Linked DNA regions of Mus musculus: regions 2, 3, 4 and 5 are each linked to region 1. The links are chromatin contacts, called in public Hi-C, HiChIP or PLAC-seq and promoter capture Hi-C maps. All regions are on one chromosome and are shown on one strand. The core of a region is the stretch at or near the end of the contact, and the rest is flanking DNA. Distances in the headings are between cores, read along the strand shown. Region 1 holds the start of Cpm (carboxypeptidase M). Region 2 has its middle 16 kb from the start of Gm40770. Region 3 has its middle 12 kb from the start of Gm32141. Region 4 has its middle 22 kb from the start of Gm51783. Region 5 has its middle 38 kb from the start of Gm51783.

Region 1 (2,702 bases), core at 120-2,619:
ACAGCTGAGCCAAACTGCATGAACTTCAGGGCTCTTTCATTCCAGGCATTAAGTTTTCTGGTAACCACTTTTGTGAGAATCAGCGTAGTAACAAAAGATTAGGAGATGATGCTAGCTGCTAAATTTATTTGCCCCACCCAAAATGATCAGGTGCAGGTCCTGGCTAAAACTTCACCCTCTATGGCTAGCAGGTTAGGTTAACGATACAATGCGGAACACAAATGAGGTCTTGAGTTTTATCTCCAGGAGCTAGCTAGCTAGATGGATGGATGGATAGAATCGCCATCTAGGTAACTCGACCAAAATTCTTAACTTCTTGGATCCCCATCTACTCTCTCCACTAAGAATATATAGTTTCAAAAGTAAAGCAGACTAAGTGATACATTTGCAAATGCTAAGGAGATCATTCGTTGTGACTTACTACCAAGCAGGTGTATCCTTCAAAAACAGCCTTTAGACATAGACCTACATTTTCTCATAACTTTAAGCTATCGGGTTAATCACATATGTGTAGAACTCGACAAAAGTATGGCACTGTCTAGTTTTAAAATGACCTGAGGAATCCGTAGTTAACAGTCACAATCAGTATGCAAGGAAGCCAACAAAAAGGGAAACTGAGGAAGATGTTTACCCTGAAAAGGAACGAAGATACACCTCTCAGATAATTACTTCCCGATCCCCAACGGCAATAAAACAGAGGACTAAGCGACAATGACTCTCTGTAGAGAAACGACAATATATATATACAGTTCCTCTTACCGCTCTCCTGATGTAACAAAATTGAAAAAACAAAACAAAAATAAAAACAAAAAATCAACCAACAAACAACAACAAACAAAAGCAGGAAACCCCTGACTGGGCAAGGTGTGCTTTACCTGCGTGGAGCGCGTTTGGAGAGCCTCACCAACAGGGGACCAGACGCTGTCGTTCAACTTACTTTTGAACGCGGGTTGAGGGTTAGGGATGTGCGCAGGAAGCCACCTACCTCTCACAGATTTCCCGATGCTGTGCAAGTGCGTGATCGAACTGTAGTTCTGAGCCACGCTCTTTAGGAACGCCTCCATCCCTTCCTGGTGGTGATATCGGAAATCCAGGGCGGCCACCACGGGCAGCAGAAGCCCCAGCCACAGGCGCGCGCGGTCCATGTCCTAGAGATGGAGGAGAAGTGAGCAGCTGGGTCCGCCACGGAGAAGCGCGGGCATCGCCAGCCCCGAGTCCTCTCCGCCCTCGGGGGCACCTGAGCTCTACGCTCCCTCCTCCGAGGAGCCAGGTGAAGGTGTTCCCACCGGAGCCCCGCAGCCCGCCCGAGTCCCCGCAGCAGCACCCTTCCGCAAACCTCACCAGTACCAGGCGCGCGTCTCCGCCCGCCGGCGAGCGCTGGGCGCTCGGGGGAGTTATAGTCCGGACAGAGGGGCGGGCCCCGGGCGACACGCCCACCAACACGCCCGCTCCGCGCCGCTCCCGCCCCGTGGGGCGGGATCTCCGCCCTAGCTCCCAGGACAACGTGCCCTGCAGGGTATTGAGGACAGCGAGCGAGCCTGGTGGGCGGTGGGGCATGACCTGTCGGAGCCCGTGTTGGACGTGGGGCCTGCCCTCCGCCACCGCGGTCCCGGGAACGCTGCGCAGATGGTGCCCACGGTGGGCGGTGGGCGGGCCACCTGGAGTCCAAGCTGGGCCAGGCTTTCAGCCCTGTGCTGCAACTGAGAAAGCCAGGGAGCTTTCAAGAGAGAACATGTGTGTGAGCCTTACGTGTGCCGAGTGTGCGGTACAGGACCATGTCCAACAAAAGTGTCTAGTAGATAGCATTTGACTGAATCAGAGTTGAGTTTGTGACCAACTCGCAGGACAAAAGCAGAGCTGCTGTCGTCGCTGCTCCGTGGTCCTCAGGCCAGTTCCGGTGCTTCTGCCTAAAATTCTGCTTTCTGGGTGGAGGGGGTGACCTGTGTTTGCATTAAAGAGAACACAGATCGTGACTGGTGAGAAGTGGGTTCGTGACAAGGGGCCATCATGTTCTAAAGGGCACCACACGCACAGTCTCTCTGTCCCATGGATTTACATACACTGTTAAAGAAACACCGGCTCCTGCAAGGGTCTGGGGCAAACAAACTCGGAAAACTACCGATTTGTTATAACACATCTTGAACAGATTCTTTTTAAATAGTGACGGCAGGGACCATCCCAAATTGAGGGGATGGAATTTTCTTCCCAGTGTACAGAAGGAGAGGGTTTTTCTTAAAAGGGTCCTTGAGGGTAGGAGAGATCACTGAGAGGATTAAGATTCTTGGGCTGCGAATCTGGCTCCCGGAATTGCAGTCTCAGAAGCCATCTAAAGGTAGAAGGAGAGACCGACTCCACTGAGTTGTTCTCTGACGGCAACAGGCACAACGTGATCCTTGCTGCACCGCGCCCCCCCCCCCGCCCGCCCCTTACATACGACTAATAAAAGAATTAATGTTTTAAAGCAGAGGTTCTCAGCCTGTGGGTGGAGACCCCCTGAGGACATAGGGACTTTCACAGGGATTTCCTGAATAACAGATATTTACTTTGCGTTTCATAAGAGTAACAAAATTACAATGAAGTCACAACGAAATGGTTTTATGGTTAGGCGGGGGGTCAGCACAAAATAGGGAAATGTATTAAAGGGTTGCAGCATTAGGAAGGTTGAGAGCCACTGTTTTAGAGGTTTAAGTGGGGAGGGACAC
Region 2 (2,702 bases), core at 119-2,618, 230 kb after region 1:
TGGGGAGGGGATAGGAGAGAGAGAGAGAGAGAGAGAGAGAGAGAGAGAGGGGAAGAAGGAAGAAGAAGAAGAGGAGGAGGAGGAGAAGGAGGGAAGGGGAAGGAGAAGGAGGAGGAAGGAAGAAGGAGGAGGAGAAGGAGGAGGGGGAGGAGGAGGAGGAGGAGGAGGAGGAGGAGAGGCTTAGAGGCCGGTCATGAGCACATTGGAGAGAGGAGGGAGGGGAATGGGGAGAGAAGGGACAGAAAGGGAAGAGGGTAAAAAGGCAAGAGAAGAGAGAGGGGGGAGGGGGTAAGCAGCCCCTTTTATAGTGATCCCAATACACCTGGGTGTTGCCAGGTAACTATGGGGCAGAGCCTAGACAAAATGCCAACCTGGAGTATCACTATGCTGCCCAGGCTGGTTCAGACTTACAGGGCTCAAGTGATCCTCTGACCTCAGCGAGGAGTCCAAGTGTAACTGCAGGCATAAACCACAGTACCTGCTTTTTTGAAGAAAGGGACAGTGAGTGCTAACTGACAGTTCCTGGCTCAGTTTGTGATTCTCTTCGCCCGAATATCCATTTCTTCCCATATCTTTTTCCTTTTTGTGGGCAACAATAATCAAATCTCATCCAGTTTCTGAATCCAGACCATAGCTTTTGGTTGTTAAAACAGGGTCTTATACTGCCTCTGCTAGCTTTATGCTCACTTTATGCCCAGGTAGGCCTTTAATTCACCATGCTGCTGTGGCAGTGTCCCTAGAGCTGGGATTGGAGGCATATGCCACAATATCTGCAGGTTTCCGTCTTCCCACCCAGTTATGTGTCACTTGACACAAGCTAGAGAGGAGGGAGCCTCGACTGAGAAAGTGTCTTTGCAAGATCAGGCTATAGGCATGAGGCATTTTCTTAATTAGTGATTCCTGGGGAAGACTCACCCCATTGTGGGTGTTTCTATCCCTGGGCTGGTGGTCCTTGATTCTCTAAGAGAACAGGCTGAGCAAGCCACAGGGTGTGAGGCAGAAAGCAGCACCCCTCCGTGGCCTCTGCATCAGCTCCTGCCTCCAGTTTCCTGCCCTGTTTTCCTTCGGTGATGTACAGAGAGACATAGAAACTTAAACCAAGTAAGTCCTTTATTCCCCATGCTTCTTTGGCCATGGTGTTTTATCACAGCAGTAGCGACACTAAGACAGCATCTTAAATATACCCTATACGTTCACGGAGCCTTTTGTCCCCTGAGCGGCAGTGTTCAGTGGGACCTGTGGGCAGGGAGCACACCCTAAGGACTGAAACATCATCAATGATTGGTCCAATGATGGGTTCATGGATTAGCGAAGCCCGATCTCATGGGGGAGGAGAGGCAGGAAGTGTAGGAGGCGAGGCCCACTTAGAGAATACTATGGTTTCCTGTTTCCGCATCAACCCGCCCTTCCTTCTCTGCTGCCCTGCTACCACGAGCTACATGGTTTTGCTCCACGATGCTCCTGGTTGTGCAGCTCTGCCTCCTCACAGGCCAAAAAGCAGCCGAACCAGCGTGCCATGGACTGAAAGTTCTGGAAACACGAGCCAAATATGCCCTTTCTCCTTTACATGGGTTTACTCTTAGGGGTTGTGTCGCAGCCACGAGAAGTAAGCACATTATGTCTGTTTTCCTTATAAGGTCCACATGATTCCTCAGCCTCCAGCCAATTTCCCTAAGTTAAAAAGGAGAAATAGGAAGAAAAAAAAATTTTTTAAGGTAAGTTTCAGTGTGTGACCTAGGCTTATCTCAAACTTCTGGGCCCAAACAATCCACCATTCAGTCCTTCCACCTCAGCCTATTGGGTAGCTAGAACTAGAAGCAGGCGCCAGAGAAGCCTTCCGTGAGTGGTGAAGTTCTGGGCTGGAGAGATGGCTCAGCGGTTAAGAGCCCTGACTGCTCTTCCAGAGGTCCTGAGTTCAAATCCCAGCAACCACGTGGTGGCTTACAACCATCTGTAATGGGATCTGATGCTCTCTTCTGGTGTGTCCGAAGACAGCTACAGTGTACACACATATATTAAATAAATTAATAATAATAGTAATAATAATAATACTAATAATAGTGGTGAAGTCCTGAACCAACGTCACAGCCATGTCTAGAACCAACTACTCAGGCCCACCAGACCCACAGGCATGGCAAAGCCCTGCCCTCACACCCAGGGTAAGGTTGAGAGGGATGTCAAACCCTTCCTTTGGTCCAAGTTCAAATGGTAACAATGTATCCAACAATTGTTAACAAACCATGGATCATGTGTTTGAAAAAACTAGCTTCCTTCTTTCAGCGGTTTTCAGCCTGAGACTTGTTCCCATGCAGAAGCAAGCTAACTTTTCCGGTCTGTGCTGGCCACCATAAAAGCATCGAGGTTCCAGGTTGTTGCGTAGTAGGGTGTCACTCCATCAGAGTGTGCACACCCACGTGGTCCCGCATGTGTCTGGGTGTCTTTTCTTTCTTTATCCCCCCCCCCGCCCCCCCCCCCACACCCAGTCAGATTTCCCAGCGCAAGTTGTGTGGGAAGTGCGACACCATAGAGCTTAGCTTCTGCTGCTGCTGCTGCTGCTGCTGCTGCTGCTGCTGCTGCTGCTGCTGCTGCTGCTGCTGCTGCTGCAGCTAGTACTGCTTACTGTTTAGAAGAAGACTACGAAGTGCAGAGCAGCCTCTGATTTGTTACAGTCCTCAAATCCCACGGTGTAATTGCTGCAACGA
Region 3 (2,702 bases), core at 92-2,591, 190 kb after region 1:
CGCAATATCGTCCTCGTGTTGCTAAGAATTAGACCTGGAGGTGATGAGAGGAGTCAGGTAATCCAGGAGCAAACTCAATAGACAATTGCCGTGGAATGCATACATTTACACACACACACACACACACACACACACACACACACACACACACACACACACACACAGAGAGATATGCTTAGAAACCTGTGGATAGAAGTAACAACCCTACTGTAAAACTTGAATGCATTAATGCTCTCAGTGTAATTGTCCCCTATCCCTCCACGATGTTCCCCGGAAGTGCTCTGTCTACTCAACAATGGACCAAAGTGCTGACTGAGTGCATCACATCCCAGACACTTGCTGTTGACACAGGAGAGTCCTGTGCTCCAGGTCCTCTCTGAAGGGTGTGCCCTTTAACGGAGAGAGGACCTCATTCTTGGTGCAGCCACCATGCCATGGAAAACAGATGCCCATAGCCGGGGAAACCTGGCTGGCTTGAGGACCGCCCTGGCTTTGTTCTGGAATGGGTGGAGGTTTGCTTCAGCAAGAGTTTGGGTTCTTCTACTTGAGATGCTGGCGATACGGAAGAATCCAGAGAGGACAGAGGGAGTTTGGGAGAACAAGGCTTGCCCTTCTGGGACAGATGGCCAAAGGCCAGCCACAGCAAGGAGATTTGATCCAGTGTTAGACCTGCCGCTCAAAGGCTAAACAGAGCGTGGGACCCCTAACGGCAGAACCTGGACTAAATGGTAGGTAACCAGGCATCTTGTGAAAACGCAGAGTGGGTGAGCCAGGTAGTTCAATTTTAAACTGAAGCAAGGAGCTCAAGAACTAGACGTGTCCTCAGAGAGAAGCGAGTGTTTAGCAGTTCCTGGAGTATCTAAAGGAGGCCGATGCAGAGCAGAACAACGTGGATTATTCAAGAGATCTAGAAAAGGAAGGTGTCAGCATAGTGCCGCGTGTGTGCGTGCAGCAGCATCACCAGAGAGCTGGGCCGGCGCCACATTCTGGGCTCTTGTAACTGTATTAGCCTTGTGCACTATGCACAGAGCAGACGGAAAACTGCCCCGAGGACTTGAAATTAATCTGTGTGGAATAAACATATTACACTGGATGCTCACAGGTACACGGTCAGTTCAGATAGGTAAGGCAGGCAGTACAGAGGCCAGCAAGATCAGAACTGGGGGAGGGCATCAACAAATCCAGAAAATATGAATCCAGTGTGGGGACGCGGACCTGCCCTTCCCCTTTGCTTGTATGTCACAAAAACTGCACGTTTCCTGATCACAGAGACACCCTCTTCCGACCTCAGCTTGCGGTGAGGACGTGGACTACCACACGGTGGCGCTGCCGTCTAATCGTTTGTCTCTTAGGTCATCCCGTTTGTCGTGATGGCCACCACGTGTGCGTTGACCGCCTCTTCTTCTTGTTAGCTTACAGGCTAAACGAGATCTGGGAGCCACCATGAAAGGGAGAATTCTCCCTGATGGAGTCGCAAGATTCCGGCCCTCGTCGCAGTGACATTTTTCTCTCATTGGTATGCGTGCTCTTCAGTCCCTCGGGACATTTCAATGATAGAGGTCAGCACAATCAACAAAGTCATATACTGTCACTGCTGAGGTCAGATTCCGGGCCACGGGAAGGCCTTCGGGTCATTTTTATTTACTCTGTCTCTTTGTTAGCGCAGAATTCTGAAGCTCTTACTGAGCTGACCCTGGTTGAGAGCATCGTGGCTTGACTTCCTCTTCTGCCCAGTCTTGCAGCTGATCCTGAGGGTACTCTTTAATAAGCACACTGAAAACAAGTCTGAAGCACCGCCATTATTTGAGAGAATGAAGTCAACACTCAAAGAGAAGCGGAAACCAGAGAGAGAGAGGCTGGGCACAGTCAACCGGAGAGCCAACTCTAATGCAGGCTTCCTGTGGTTTGACTTGTAACAACCAGATGGTTCACGTTTGAAAATATTCTGTCTCCAGGCTGGTTTGAGCCGGCTCTTTAAACAGATAAGAGGCGTCTGAACACACTGTATGGGCTATTCTTAAATATTAGTTTAAAGGATCCCTCGATTTAGACAGCTTGTTGAAATTCTTGTCTGATAGCACATACAAGCTACTTGAACATTCTGCATTTTGATTTCTTTTATTTTCTTTAAACTTTTTTATTATTAATTAACTTACTCATCTGTGTTGAGCCAGGGTCTCAAGTACCCCAGGCTGGCCTTGGACTTTCTATATAGCTGAGGATGGCCTGGATCTTCGGATCCTCCTGCGTGCTGGGATTACCGGCACGTGCGACCATACCTGCTTTCTGGAGAATAGGGAATTGAGCTGTGGACTTTGCACAAATTTAGCAAGCACTCTGCCAGCTCCCCCAACCCCAACCCCAACCCCTCACCCCAGCCTTGCTTGGTTTCTTCAGTGCTGAATTAACACTAGCAAGGACCTACTTCATGGCACTATTGGACGAATTAGATGAAGAAATACACGCAGGTTGCCTGGAACAGGGCTGGACACATTAGGAACCTCTTCAAGTTATTGGCTCCAGGTTCAGGTCACCCGTTACCTGGGACTTTCTAAGAAATACCTTTGCTGCTCTGAGGATTGGTAAAATCATGGCAAAAGATGACCAAGAACTCGTCTGGAGTTCCAGGAGGCGAATGCCTAAGGGAGCGAACTCAGTAGCAAGACCGAGGGACTCTGGCACAGGGGGGAGCCTAGGTCTCC
Region 4 (2,702 bases), core at 93-2,592, 150 kb after region 1:
AGCAAAACAAAAAATAGTTAAGGAAGAAGAACTTCTTTTAAAAGAAAGGAAGGAAGGGAGGGAGGGAGGAAGAAGGAAGGAAGGAAGGAAGGAAGGAAGGAAGGAAGGAAGGGAGGGAGGAAGGAGGGAAGGGAGAAAGGAGGGAAGGGAGGAAGGAAGGAGGGAAGGGAGGAAGGAAGGAGAGAAGGGAGGAAGGAGGGAGGGAAGGGAGGAAGGAGGGAAAGGAGGAAGGAGGGAAGGAAGAGAGAGATAGAGGGGTCAGGAGTCAAATGGTCCAGAAACCCAAAGAGAATTCCTGAGATCTCATTGTCCTTAGAGAGTAGTCTCTGTTTTCTACATTTAAAAGCCCTATCTGAGTTCTCCTCTGGGGAAGATCTGATAGAGCGGTTTACACTAAGATTGTATCTGAGTTCGTGGCACTGGGCTGAGAACAAGCAGTTTTCTTCCCTTTTTTGCCCAAGATATGAAAGAAAATGAAGAACAGAGTGTGGTGCTCTGTGTCAGAAGGAGGGAGGGCAAAGGTGTAGGGGCAGGAGACAGAGGTGGAACCCTTGTCTGTGGTAGCAGGAAGTCAGTAGCCAATGTTCCAAGCTGACTAGTCAAGAGATACTGATAAGAGACATGAAAGTAACCATCTAATCCCGGTATGAACTGCCCCCACCCACAACTGCTTAATAACAACAAATGCAATAATAAAAATGCCAAAATAACTCATTCAACTGTGTGTCCCCGTGCTGGGATTAAGGGGGTGCCCCGCCATTCCCAGCTTTTCATGTTTCATCAAGTCTTTTCATAGCCAAGGAAACCCAAGCTCACGCTGGAGGGTCACCGGTTTGAGTCCAGAACTACAGAGTGAGTTCAGGGCCAACCTAAGCAACTTAATGACACCCTGTCTCAAAGTAAAACGTAAAACCCAAAGTGGAATGGAGATTTAACTCTGCGATGAGAAAGCTTGCCTATCTTGTATAAAGGCCTCCTATATTTCACCCCAATTACTGCCAACAAAACAAACAAAAAGCCAAGAGCAACACTTCCACCACAACCAGCAGTACAAATGTAGGCGTGCTGCTGTTGTGAGCATGCGTGGAGCTGGGGCGGGTGGGTGGGAGGGAGGGCTGTATATTATGGATAGGTTCTCCTTGTACATGCTCCATCACTGAGCCCGGCTTCTCTGGTGTTGCTCTGATACTCCACGTCTGCTGGGTGCGTTACCAGGAGAGAGCAGGATGGAGTCCCTTCATCCCTCTGTGTGGAAACAGCGCCGCCGCCGTTTATGCTCCAAGGTCACACAAAAACTCCTGGAAGCCTGAATCCTGAAGTCTGAACTGCGCATTGGCCGGCCTGTCTCTTTGACCACGGCTGTCTGAATCAGTACAGCGTTCCCGGCTCGCCTTGCAGAATCAGGGCTAGGGTGAACAGGGACGCAGCGTGAACAGTCATGCGTGAAAGCAGCTTACAGCTCAAACAGAAAAGGAGCTGAGGAGGAGGCAGAGACGGAGTATCCGGAGTTAATGACCTCTTTCAGAAGGAACCTGATCCCAAATGTGACTTAATCCCAATAATCAGCTTCTTACCTTTGCCATGGGAATATTGTTGGTTTCTCTTCGGGCCATTCGGGGCGTCTGCAGACATTGTCTGAGCATTTACAACATGTCAGCCATTCCCTAGGCCAGCGGTTTCTCAGTCTTCCCTAGTGCTGTGGCCCTTAATACAGTTCTTCATGTTGTGATGGCCTCCAACTGTAAGATTATTGTTGTGGTCACTTCATAATCGTATTGTTACTACTGTTCTAAATTGTAATGTAAGTATCTGGTGTGTAGGCTAACTGATATGTGACCCCTGTGGAAGGGTCGCTCGACTCCCACTAAGGAGTCACAGCCCACAGTTTGAGCACTGCTGCTCCAGGCCTTGGGGTGGAAGAGGAAAAGTAAGAAAGTCTGGAAAATGGATACAGTCACAAGGATAAAGGTCAGGTGTGGACCATTAAAGAAGTAACCAGGACACTGGTTGTGGTAGCACACAGCTTTAGTAGCACACACACTGGGGAGGCAGAGGCAGATGGATTTTAGTGAGTTCAAGGCTAGCTTGGTCTACAGTGCAAGTTCCAAAAGGGCTACACAGAGAAACCCTGTCTTAAAAAAAAAAAATAAAAAATAAAATAACTTGGAACAAGAGACCGGTCAATGAAAGCAACTACATTGGAGATCTGGACAAGTTATGTAATTTGCTGAGCGCAATGAAAACTGAAAGGGACTCTTATTGAGCAGCTACTAAGAATTTTGAGATGGATCTGGAGAGATAGCTTAGTGGTTAAGAGTACTAACTGCTCTTCCAGAGGTCGTGAGTTCAATTCCCAGCAACCACATGGTGACTCATAGCCATCTGTAATGGGATCTGACGCCCTCTTCTGGTGTGTCTGAAGACAGTGACAGCATACTCACATATATACAATAAATAAATAAACCTTTTTAAAAAATTAATAATTTCTTACCAGTTGGGACATCTTCTGGATATATGCTCAGGAGAGGTATTGCTGGATCCTCCGGTAGTACTATGTCCAATTTTCTGAGGAACCGCCAGACTGATTTCCAGAGTGGTTGTACAAGCCTGCAATCCCACCAACAATGGAGGAGTGTTCCTCTTTCTCCACATCCACGCCAGCATCTGCTGTCACCTGAATTTTTGATCTTAGCCATTCTGAC
Region 5 (2,702 bases), core at 64-2,563, 130 kb after region 1:
GAGAGAGAGAGAAAGAGAGAGAGAGAGAGAGAGAGAGGAAGAAGAAGAAGAAGAAGAAGAAGAAGAAGAAGAAGAAGAAGAAGAAGAAGAAGAAGAAGGAAAGGAAAAGGAAAAGGAAAAGGAAAAGGGAAAGGGAAAAGGAAAAGGAAAAGGAAAAAAAGAGAAAGAAACCATAGGGTCTCAGTTACATTTTTCTTTTCCCTATTGTGGTTCGTTGTTTGTCAACTTAACACAGAAAAGTTATCTGGGAAGAGGAACCTCAATGGAGAAAAAAAAAAAAAAAAAAAGAATGCCTCCATCGAATCTCCTATGAGCCAGTCTTTAGGGCATTTTCTTGATCAGTTTGATAGGAGAGGGCCCAGCCCGCAGGAGGCAGTGCCAACCCTAGGCAGGCAAACCTGGGTTCTATAAGAAAGCAAGCTGAGGCTGGTGAGATGGCTCAGTGGGTAAGAGCACCCGACTGCTCTTCCGAAGGTCTGAAGTTCAAATCCCAGCAACCACATGGTGGCTCACAACCATCTGTAACAAGATCTGACGCCCTCTTCTGGAGTGTCTGAAGACAGCTACAGTGTACTTACATATAATAAATAAATAAATCTTTAAAAAAAAAAAAAAGAAAAGAAAGAAAGCTGAGCAAGTCATGGGAAACAAGCCAGCTAGCAGCATCCCTCCATGGCCTCTGCATCAGCTCCTGCCTCCAGGGTCCAGCAGTGACGGACTTTGATTAAAACATATAAACCAAAGAGATCCTTTCGTCATAGGCAGGTGACTAGAGACACTGTATTTGACCGCGGTGTTTGTCACAGTAATAGAAGGTGGACCAGGACGCCCACTGTGTGCCTTTGCTGCAGTCTTTATCTTCTTTAACTTTCTTTTTCCTCCTTTTTTTCTTGGCTTTGGAAAGCATAGAGTGTCCTCAGAAAAAGAACAGCCATAAAACGGTCTTGCAGCGCGAGTTGATGTTCTCCAAACCCTGGGCTGCTATATTTTTGTTTCCTATGAGAGAGGAGCCCTCTGCAACTATTGACTAAAGAGAAACCGTGCCTTGGTTGAGAGTTTGTCACCTTGTAGAGATAAAGGAATGAACCAGGTCCTCCATGAGCCCAGCCCAGTTGAGAGAGTGAAAGCAAACAAATGGGGGTCACAGCTCTAAATCTTAAGAAACGTGTCTCTTGTACTATTCAACGAGTTTCACAGTCTGGTGGTCTGGCTGTAACCCAGACCTTTGTTTGGAAGATCTCACGGGTCTGTGTACGCAACGTTATCACTATACCACGTGACCGGACCGCCTTCCCCAATGTTACAAAGTGTAAAAAGGCCAGCGGTGAAATCGATCTGAGATTCCAGCCCGAGAAGAGGAGGAAGAGGCAGCTTTGAAAAGCTTATGCTGTGCTCCAACAGAAAGAAAAATCTGGATGAAAGCGCAGACCACAAGCGGCAGCGTGGCCCAGCTTTCTCACATGTATCGTATTTGATTCCCTCGCTTGGTTTTTAATTCCTGCACGTATACACCTCTTTCCGTTGAAAAGATTCTTTCCTGCCTGATGTTAAAGGAAGGTGGGGGAGACCTTGGTGAGTGGGTGTTGCCTCAAGGATGCTTGAGGAAGCCTTGGAAAGTTTTAGTTATGAGAGGCAGGCTTTTAAAGGCTGAAAGTACCACTTATTAAACTCACCCTCTCCATCCCCCCCGCCCCTCCCCCCTGCCCCCTCCCCCCCCCCTCCCCACGCGCACTCGGCCCTGCAACCGGATCCTGTGGTTTCTGCTAGGAAATTCCATCCCATCTTCTGAGAGGCATTATCTTCTTTAAATGAGTAAAGCGAAACAAGAAAAAAAAATCCTTTCTCAGGTACTCCCTTTAATCCTTAACCTACTTAGCCTTGTGTCTTTCAAGTATCAAAGGGAATTAGTGCTGAGGTATGTGAACATGGGTCTGTTGAAAAAGTTACTCTGTATATAAGGAAGGTATTAGCTACAGGCTGAAGTCTTTTTCCTGATGCCAAATGTGTGTGTTAGTTCCCCTAAACAGAATGGAGCCAGAGGCCAGACAGCTTCTTAGTTTAGGGTCCTCAGTGAGATTGTCCCAAAGATACATCCAAATATGCTGCTTAGGACATTACAAAGTGTCAATCAAGCTTTGACATTTCTTAACTTTTGAAATATTTTTCTAAGTAATTTTCAAACTTGGTTGTTTGTTTGTTTGTTTTAATATTACCCTTTCTTTCTGGAAAAGACATGACTGGGTAGCAGCCTGTGTCTAGTATAACCCTTGCCTTCTCTCATCCAGAAAAGTTCAGAGTTAGCATCACATTGCTGGATCAGAAACTAGAGGCCTTCAGTCACTGGTGATAAGACTCTATCCATCACTTATTGGCTCAGCCAACCTTTAGGTCTTTGTTTAAATGTCACTTTTGTAGAAACACAAGATTCTCAACAGGTTTGTGTTATCATATTGTAATAGGTTGACTATGCTTGTCTTTCGCCTCCTACTACCCCCTCCTTCAAATGATCAGACCCCACAGTTTCTCTCCAATGGAGAAAATATTCATCTTCATTAGTCAACACACACTTGTGTAGTCGGTACTTAACACATATCTATTGGTGGGATGCATGCAGTCAGGAGGGACAGACACTTGAATGCCGATGCTCAGCCCACTTGCTTCTTTTCTTTTCTTCTTTAAGATTTATTTATTTTATATGTGTG

Evidence for each region. Promoter capture Hi-C pulls out the DNA fragments that hold promoters and counts their contacts. HiChIP or PLAC-seq counts read pairs in DNA pulled down with a chosen protein or histone mark. Hi-C and Micro-C count contacts between places; a contact is called where the count stands out from the background.
Region 2: a contact with region 1 is called in a Hi-C map of CD8 T cells, with 2.8 times the contacts expected there. The contact joins the enhancer-like site here to the promoter of Cpm in region 1. A contact is called at or near these places in 1 of 39 promoter capture datasets (pre-B cells), 2 of 484 Hi-C or Micro-C datasets (B cells and CD8 T cells), 1 of 115 datasets of contacts at active chromatin or transcription factors (stem cell-derived neural progenitor cells) and 2 of 9 other capture datasets (adipose tissue and liver).
Region 3: a contact with region 1 is called in a CTCF HiChIP or PLAC-seq map of CD8 T cells, with 7 read pairs. The contact joins the enhancer-like site here to the promoter of Cpm in region 1. A contact is called at or near these places in 11 of 39 promoter capture datasets (the C10 cell line, cranial neural crest, embryonic stem cells and 5 more), 1 of 15 datasets of contacts at CTCF or cohesin (CD8 T cells), 3 of 484 Hi-C or Micro-C datasets (B cells, CD4 T cells and CD8 T cells), 14 of 115 datasets of contacts at active chromatin or transcription factors (CD8 T cells, T-cell acute lymphoblastic leukemia, bone marrow-derived macrophages and 9 more) and 1 of 9 other capture datasets (liver).
Region 4: an H3K4me3 HiChIP or PLAC-seq map of forebrain shows a contact between it and region 1, with 4 times the contacts expected there. The contact joins the enhancer-like site here to the promoter of Cpm in region 1. A contact is called at or near these places in 12 of 39 promoter capture datasets (the C10 cell line, the HPC-7 cell line, HPC-7-derived erythroid cells and 6 more), 1 of 15 datasets of contacts at CTCF or cohesin (large pre-B cells), 3 of 484 Hi-C or Micro-C datasets (bone marrow-derived macrophages, centroblasts and nephron progenitors), 12 of 115 datasets of contacts at active chromatin or transcription factors (craniofacial prominence, embryonic basal ganglia, embryonic limb bud and 7 more) and 3 of 9 other capture datasets (embryonic stem cells, liver and pancreatic islet).
Region 5: a promoter capture Hi-C map of liver shows a contact between it and region 1, with 3 times the contacts expected there. The contact joins the enhancer-like site here to the promoter of Cpm in region 1. A contact is called at or near these places in 9 of 39 promoter capture datasets (the C10 cell line, cranial neural crest, embryonic stem cells and 4 more), 1 of 15 datasets of contacts at CTCF or cohesin (large pre-B cells), 13 of 115 datasets of contacts at active chromatin or transcription factors (the 230-238 cell line, CD8 T cells, Th17 cells and 8 more) and 4 of 9 other capture datasets (adipose tissue, embryonic stem cells, liver and 1 more).

The regions. Positions count from the first base shown.
Region 1 is chr10:117,628,167-117,630,868 of GRCm38.p6, reverse strand. It overlaps Cpm (carboxypeptidase M), which reads right to left and starts at 1,369. Exons shown (of 9, transcript NM_027468.1): 1 at 1,342-1,369; 2 at 986-1,148. The coding sequence starts at 1,145.
Region 2 is chr10:117,396,982-117,399,683 of GRCm38.p6, reverse strand. No RefSeq gene overlaps it. Among named protein-coding and RNA genes, the nearest start is that of Gm40770, 16 kb to the left of the region's middle. Within about 2 kb of position 1,368, at least 33 of the 459 cell types and tissues checked have an H3K27ac peak or open chromatin away from gene starts, as enhancers often do. A contact at or near this core is called in B cells and CD8 T cells, where this site is marked.
Region 3 is chr10:117,434,205-117,436,906 of GRCm38.p6, reverse strand. No RefSeq gene overlaps it. Among named protein-coding and RNA genes, the nearest start is that of Gm32141, 12 kb to the left of the region's middle. Within about 2 kb of position 1,341, at least 152 of the 459 cell types and tissues checked have an H3K27ac peak or open chromatin away from gene starts, as enhancers often do. A contact at or near this core is called in B cells, CD8 T cells, T-cell acute lymphoblastic leukemia and 6 more, where this site is marked.
Region 4 is chr10:117,476,986-117,479,687 of GRCm38.p6, reverse strand. No RefSeq gene overlaps it. Among named protein-coding and RNA genes, the nearest start is that of Gm51783, 22 kb to the right of the region's middle. Within about 2 kb of position 1,342, at least 35 of the 459 cell types and tissues checked have an H3K27ac peak or open chromatin away from gene starts, as enhancers often do. A contact at or near this core is called in forebrain, where this site is marked.
Region 5 is chr10:117,493,117-117,495,818 of GRCm38.p6, reverse strand. No RefSeq gene overlaps it. Among named protein-coding and RNA genes, the nearest start is that of Gm51783, 38 kb to the right of the region's middle. Within about 2 kb of position 1,313, at least 49 of the 459 cell types and tissues checked have an H3K27ac peak or open chromatin away from gene starts, as enhancers often do. A contact at or near this core is called in Th17 cells and liver, where this site is marked.